2 separate regions of the Mus musculus genome follow, and region 2 is linked to region 1. The links are chromatin contacts, called in public HiChIP or PLAC-seq maps. All regions are on one chromosome and are shown on one strand. Each heading gives the region's core, a stretch centred on a gene start, on an enhancer-like site or on the middle of the called end of the contact. The rest is flanking DNA. Distances are from core to core; before and after follow the strand shown.

Region 1 (3,681 bases), core at 734-3,233:
CAAAAGTAGAAGTGGAGATATATAGCTGTTCCTTGGTATCCATGGGAGACTGGATGCTCAAGACCCTTATATAAAACTAAGCACTCTTTGCACAGAACTGATCTACATCCTTCTGTATACTTTAAATTATCTCTTGATAACAATGAATACAATGAAAATGCCATGCAAATACTTGCATCCCAGTGTTGTTTGAAGAACAAAGGTGGGGTAGGGGTGGGGTTTGCACAGGATGGTTGACAGCTACTGTTCAGAAACTCTACACCTCAGCCTCTCACAAAGTTCATAGCCTTTTCTTAAGACTCCTGGGGATAAGAATGCTAGAAAAATAGACGGCCATGGGCACACATTATCCAGTCTTGAGAAACTTATAGCATTACTTTTGCTGTATTCTACTCTATAGATGGGAATCTTGGGGACTAGGATTTAGTGGTTGTAGGGAGCTGACCTAGCCATGCATAAGGCCTTGGGTTCAAATCTCAGCACCTCAAAAATAAATCCAACTCACACTCAAGGTAAGTAACTACTTCTAGAGCAGGAAACGAAAAGGCACCGATTATTGGGACTATCAAAAGCAGCTTTCAGATTTAGTTGTGGTCAAAATCCAAGACACCCTTGTGCCACCCTTGGGGACATTTAAAAAGAAAGCTGTCAGTATCGACCATATGACCAATTGAAGAGACTGGGTCAACAGGACAAACACCCTTTTGAAAATACAAAGTCTGATGACTGGGAGCTCACTGGTGTCACTCCCATGGTAGTTTTTGTTTGTTTCCAATTGGCAAAAACAAACAACCACAAACAAATAACCCCCACAATCTAAAATCTTGTTTTCCAAAGCAAAGCAAAGCAAAGCAGCAAGCAAAAACCTCCTTCTGTGAGTCTAGCTCCCCCTAAATTCCAGGGCCCACAAGATGAACAGGAAAGAGAGTGAGCACCTTCTGTGACTCAGTTGTACCTCCAGGCTAGCAATTCTCAACCTGTGAGTTGTGACCTTCTTTGCGGAGGTTGAACAACCCTTTTACAGGGGGTTGCCTAAGACCATCAGAAAACACAGATACTTACACTATGACTCATATCAGTAGCAAAATTACAGTTATGAAGTAGCAATGAAAGTAATTTTATGGCTGGGGGCAGGGGGGGGGGAGGTGTCCCACAACATGAAAGGGCCACAGGGTTAGGAATGGTGAGAACGACTGCTCTAGATGTGACGATTAGTGTTATTTGTCACCTTGACAGACTCTAGAGTCACCCAGGAGATAGGTCTTAAGGCATGTCTGTGAAGGACTGTCCTGATTCATGATGGTGGGCAGGACCAAGCCTTGACATGTTTAAAACAGAGAAATGAAGGAGAGCACCAACATGCTGGTGTCTGTTGCCCGTTCATTCTGTCTCCGAATATGACGTAACCAGCTCCTTTCAGTTCCTGCCACTGTGACTTTTCTGCCAGAGTGGACCTTAACCTGAACTCTGGACCAGAACAAGTCCATTCTCTCTTAAGTTGTCTTTATTTTACACAGCAACAGAAAAAGAAATTAGGACAATAAACCATGCAGATCTGAGAACCTATCTGTATACTAAACCCAGTATATAAGCCCTATTATGCCCTACGTGGCCAGTGTGATGGGAAGAGGACCCAGACCCCAGCTGAAGAGAACCAGACAAAAACAGTAGCTTTCCTTACCTTGATCTCTATAAAAATTTTGTTGCTTAGAAAAAAAATTAAATTCTCCTTGCTTAGAAGGAGAGTTCATATTTAGAAATACTGTGAACCAGAAAAAAAAAATGGTATCTTGAATCTTGGCGTTCCAAGTCTTGTTGGCTTGTGGCCAAGCTTCAGGATGCTTCTAAGAGCCATGTGGGGAATGCAAATCGGGATGTCTAACTCTCTTAAGGGCAGTCAGGAGGGCTGATGGTCTATGCTGCATGCTGTAAATCTACCACACAAAAAACCGCCCTCTTTGCACCAGCAGCAGCTCCAGACTTTGGCCTAAGCCCAGTTCCCTATTTCGTCCAAGTTGCTCTTAGCCTTAGTATTTAAGCCAAAGCTTTGTTCTATACACAGGCTGCTATTGATTGGGCCTTCTTATCTCTGTCTCCACAGATAAGGTATACATTAGCAAGACTATTCAGGGGTGGCCTTTTACAAAGGCAGAACGTCTCTTTGGTATCCAGGGTCAAGAAAGGCAGTGTTCAGGAGTGCTTGGTATCTTGAAGGTGTGTATAGAAGTGGTGTACAGAGGGGGTCCAGAAAGACACTCCCAGGCAACAAAGTTGTGAGGAAATGTGTTTTTTGTTCAGATCTGTGCCCCAGTTGGAAGTTGTATTCAGTAGATGTTTTATTTTAGGGCTGGTGTATGTGGTTGGTATGTGTGTGGTGTGTATGTGATGTGTGCATGTGTGTATGTGGTGTGTAATGTATAAAGTATGTATGGTATGTGTGTATGTGTGTGTATGGTGTAGTGTGTGTGTGTGTGTGTGTGTGTGTGTGTGTGGTGTGTGTATAGTGTGTTGTGTGTGGTATGTGGAGTGTGTGTCTGTATGTCTCTGTGTGTGCATATATATGTATATGTGTGGTATGTACAGTGTGTGTGTGGAGTATGTGTGTGTGTTTACATACACAACAACCTCTTTAGGGATTGGAAGTCTGCCTTGTACTCATTTTAACTTCTGGAGGCCAATGTGAGAAGTCTATGCTGGAAGCCTGTTAGCTTATTGTTTCCCTCCTTGCAAGGCGAGGCTGCAACGTGACTTTAGCCACGCATACCCAGCTAGAAGAGAGTGAGACAAAGTGTGTGGGAATTGCCACAATCTGCTCCCAGTCCCTGGATTTCCCTTTCCTAATGCTCTGAGCAGTGCTTTGCTTAGACAAGTCAACACTCGCTCACCAGCCACTGCACTCTCTGGCTCAGGGTACCAACGCTACTTAGTTTGAAGAAAAAAAGGCTGAAAAAAGAAAGAAAAGAAAAGAAAGCTTTCCTGGAATCTCTCATGCGTGTGAGAAACAAAAAGAAAAGAACAGAAATGTCAGAGCCCATGCTCTCGTGGTGATAGGCTCTGGAAAAGGAGACTTTAGTTTTTCTTTTCTTTATCTGGTATCACATTTTCAATTCACACCCATTATTAAGTGCGAGAAACACAATCATAGATTAGTTGAAGAAAGGGAGGAGCTAACTTTGCTAACAGAACAAATGACCTAGGCTATTTCTAGTCATCTGGTCATCGCGCTCAAATATGTTATGCCTATAAATAGAAAACAGGCAAGGGGTAAAGAAAAAAGATCCCCAAAGGAAGGAAGAGAGATGAACGAATAGAAAGGCACATAGGTCATGTCTGTGGCCACCTTCCCAGTCAAACCTTTTATCAGCTCTTCTGGCTAGAGAAATGTCTGTTAAAGGTGTGTTTACACTCACAACGTTGTTTCATAATGGGAGTTAATGATTGTTAGAGCTCTTACTGAATTTGTGGAGCATGTTTCAGCTTATTCATCACAAGTTAGTCCAGGCATAGACTGACTTGCTGTAGATTGACCTAATGTGACCAGTTGCCACAGGCCACCATGACATCTGGCTGCCAGCAGGGACATGGTGATCTTTTGGTTCAGGAATAGGCTCCTCTCCCAGCTAGTGTGTCTTGGCTTAGGGGCCTGAATGTCCTAGCTGAAAACCAGCCACAGTGCTTCGG
Region 2 (3,681 bases), core at 308-2,807, 420 kb after region 1:
TGGAACAACAATATGAACTAACCAGTACCTCGGAGCTCTTGTCTCTAGCTGCATATGTATCAAAAGATGGCCTAGTCGGCCAACACTGGAAAAAGAGGCCCATTGGACTTGCAAACTTTATATGCCCCAGTACAGGGGAACGCCAGGGCCAAAAAGGGGGAGTGGGTGGGTAGTGGAGTGGGGGGCAGGGTATGGGGGAATTTTGGGATAGCATTGGAAATGTAAATGAGGAAAATACCTAATAAAAATATTTTTTAAAAAGGTGTGGGGTTTTTCTCCTTCACATTGAGAACAAGAGCGGTGAAAATGAAAATGAATTATTTTAGTGACAGAAGTGGACACATCCAGTCTAATGCCCTGGCTCCTTTTTCATTTAACTCAGCTTGGTTGCATTCTTCACAGGCTCTTCGTGGCTCTTTGGAAGAGACAAGAATCCCCTGTCAACTTCATAAATCTCAAAGCCTTTTCTCCTCCTGTATTCATTTAGCTATAAGGAAATCACACACACAAACACGCACACACATACACACTCACACATTGTATACATACATATACACAAAATGTTACACATGGACTTAAATGGTGTGGTATTACTTTATTTAATTTTCTCTGACTTTTTCCATATTCTAAGTCTAATGCAGTGAAATTCCCAAATGAAGCAATTTTGTAGTCATATGTGACAAAAGAACCTATTTTATCTTTGAGAAATATGACCATGGAAACAATGTATTTCAGAAAACATCCTTCCTTACTGGTGCAGCTTGATTCAGCCAAGCAACCAACTAGTATTTTACAGAGAAGGGGGAAAAAACAGAAAGGCCCTAAATGCACGGTTATACAAATCAATGCATTAGCCACAGGGAACACTTTCACTGACTGTGACTAAAGTTCATCAGGAGGTACACATGAGGGTGTGTTCCTGTCATCCCAGCAGGCAGGATTCTTAGCTACAGACTGGCTCTATGGTAATTACTTAATTAATTAATATAAATAATAAACAAATAAAAGTCTTCATTTCAACCTGTGGCATCTGCTTGTCCAGCATCCAGCATCCAGCCCTTCCCCCACCCTTTGAAAAGATGTCTTCTCTCTAAAATGCCCAAGAGATTGAGTCTTCTCTCCATAATTCTAAAATTATAATCATATGTTTGATGCTAAATGCTGGTTAGATCTCTTATTCCAAATTGAATTAGTTCTCAAAGGCGATTCCAAATTAGTGATAACCATATGTTCACATCTCAGCAACAGGCACGCGAAGCTATTTCTAGGCTGTTAATTATGCAATCACCAGGGAGTGCGTTTCGGGGTGGGGGTGGGGCTTCTCCTATACTACCATACTGACCCCCCGAAAATCTAGACTCGTAAGCATGACATCAGACATAATTCTTGGACAAATTATATCAGTAACACCTGCAGATCATATATAAAAACAGCAAGACAGAAGCCAGAGAGGGGCCTTGGAGCGCAGCCAAACTCTAGTCTCCGAGGCCACATTTAGCACAAGCCAAGCGGCACGGACCTGAGTTTGCGTGTGATGGATGGGCCCTGCAAGGCACTTCCAGATCATCCGTCATCACTGTTGTTGTTTGCAGGTGCCTCTTGGTGTGGCGATGGAGGAAGGGGAGAGAGGATATATTGCCAACTCATTTGAAAGCCGTTAATACCTCTGCTTATTAAACTCTTTTACTTTTTCCCCTCACTGTTATAATGTATACCCAAGTAGTCTAGCAGCTTCTGTATGCACAAGGAAACCCCTGTGAAAAATCAAACTGCAAATAGCCAGCCAAGATGAAGGAGCTAAACTAGGTAGCCAGAAGGACAAGCAGTGCTCAAAAAGAAATACTTTTCTAGTTAAAAAAAAAAGAAAGAAAGAAAGAAAGAAAAATCCCCATGACAACCTTGAGGCCGAGTGCCTGTTAGATTCCAAAAGAAATGAAAGAAACGGAAAATGGAAGTCTCAGATGGGACAGTTTAGAGTTTGCCTTAGATAACAATCCTAAGCATTATTAAATTTATTTATTCACTTTACAACCCAATATCATCCCTCCTTCTCCTCCTAGTACTCCTCACGGAAGTCCTCCACCCATTCTACCTTCTCTTTTGAGACTGGAAAATCCCCCTCTGGGTGTTAACTGCCTGCCCCCAGACCTTTGCTCATCAACTCCCTGGAGGACTAGGCCAGACAAGGCAAGAGGTTCAGCCCTTGCTCCAGTTGCTTGGAGAACCCACATGAAGACCCAGCTGCTCATCTGCTACATATGTTCAGGGGCCCAGGTCCAACCTGTGCTTGCTCTTTAGTTAGTAAATCACTCTCCGGTAGCCCATAAGGGTCCAGGACAGTTGTCTCTGTTTGTCTTCCTGTGGAACCTCTATCCTACTCTGGTCCTTCAATCTTCCTCCCAACTCTTCCATAAGACTCCCAAGCTCCATCTAATATTTGGGAGTGAGTCTCTGCATCTCTTTCTGTCGGCTGCTGGGTGGAGCCCCCTCCCACCCCACCCATTTCCCTTCTCTACCCTGCTTTCTCTACCTCTGATCCCACCTCCTCCCTCTGCTCCTCTTCCCATCCCCTCTCCCACACAGTTCCCTCCTTCCATTGACCTCCAATATCCATTTTGTTTCCCTGTCTGAGAAAGATTCAGCCATTCTCCCTTGGGTCCTCCTTGTTATTTGACTTCTTTGGGTCTGTTGACTATAGTATAGTTATCTTGTATTTTATGGCTAATACCTACATATAAGTGAGGACATACCATGCATGTCCTTTTGGTTCTGGGTTACTTCGCTCAGGATGATAATTTCTAGTTCCATCCATTTGACTGTGCAGCTCATGATAGATATCCTTGTTTTTAGTGGCTGAGTTTCCAGTTTCTGGCTATTATGAATAAAGCTGCTGTGAACATAGTTGAGCAAGTGCTCTTGGGTATATGCCTAGGAGTGGCATAGCTGGGTCTTGGGGTATAATTATTCCCAGTTTTCTGAGAAACTACCAAATCGATCTCCAGAGTGGTTGTACAAGTTTGCACTCCCACCAGAAATGAGGAGTGTTTCCCCTTGCTCCACAACCTCGCCAGCATGTGCTGTCCTTTGGTTTTTTTTAATCTTAGCCATTGAGATGGGTATAAATCTCAGAATCATTTTGATTTGCATTTCCCTGATGACTAACTGTTGAACATTCCTTTAGGTGTTCATTGGCCATTCGAGATTCCTCTGTTGAGAATTCTCTATTTAGCTCTATACCCCATTTTTTTTAATTGAGTTATTTGGGTTGTTGATGTTTAATTTCTTGAGTTCTTTACATATTTTGGCTATTAGCTCTCTGTCAGATGTAGGGCTAGTGAATATCTTTTCCCAATCTGGTGGCTACCGATTTGTCCTATTGATAGTATCCTTTGACTTACAGAAGCTTTTCAGTTTCATGAGGTCCCATTTATCAATTCTTGACCTTAGTGCCCGAGCCATTGGTGGTCTGTTCAGGAGATTGTCTCCTGTACTGACCAGTTCAAGGCTACTCCCCACTTTCTGTTTTACTAGGTTAAATGTGTCTGATTTTACATTGAGGTCTTTGATCCATTTGGACTTGAGTTTTATAAAGTGTGATAGATAAGGATCTATTTGCATTCTTCTACATACAGACACCTAGTTAGTACAGCACCATTTATTGAAGATGCTTTCCCTTTTCCC

Evidence for each region. HiChIP or PLAC-seq counts read pairs in DNA pulled down with a chosen protein or histone mark.
Region 2: an H3K27ac HiChIP or PLAC-seq map of neural progenitor cells shows a contact between it and region 1, with 8 times the contacts expected there. The contact joins two enhancer-like sites. A contact is called at or near these places in 2 of 484 Hi-C or Micro-C datasets (cerebral cortex and nephron progenitors) and 2 of 115 datasets of contacts at active chromatin or transcription factors (cardiomyocytes and neural progenitor cells).

What each region holds. Positions count from the first base shown.
Region 1 is chr13:101,912,923-101,916,603 of GRCm38.p6, forward strand. No RefSeq gene overlaps it. Among named protein-coding and RNA genes, the nearest start is that of Gm41044, 100 kb to the right of the region's middle. Within about 2 kb of position 1,984, at least 50 of the 459 cell types and tissues checked have an H3K27ac peak or open chromatin away from gene starts, as enhancers often do. A contact at or near this core is called in neural progenitor cells, where this site is marked.
Region 2 is chr13:102,332,939-102,336,619 of GRCm38.p6, forward strand. No RefSeq gene overlaps it. Among named protein-coding and RNA genes, the nearest start is that of Gm36703, 15 kb to the right of the region's middle. Within about 2 kb of position 1,558, at least 19 of the 459 cell types and tissues checked have an H3K27ac peak or open chromatin away from gene starts, as enhancers often do. A contact at or near this core is called in neural progenitor cells, where this site is marked.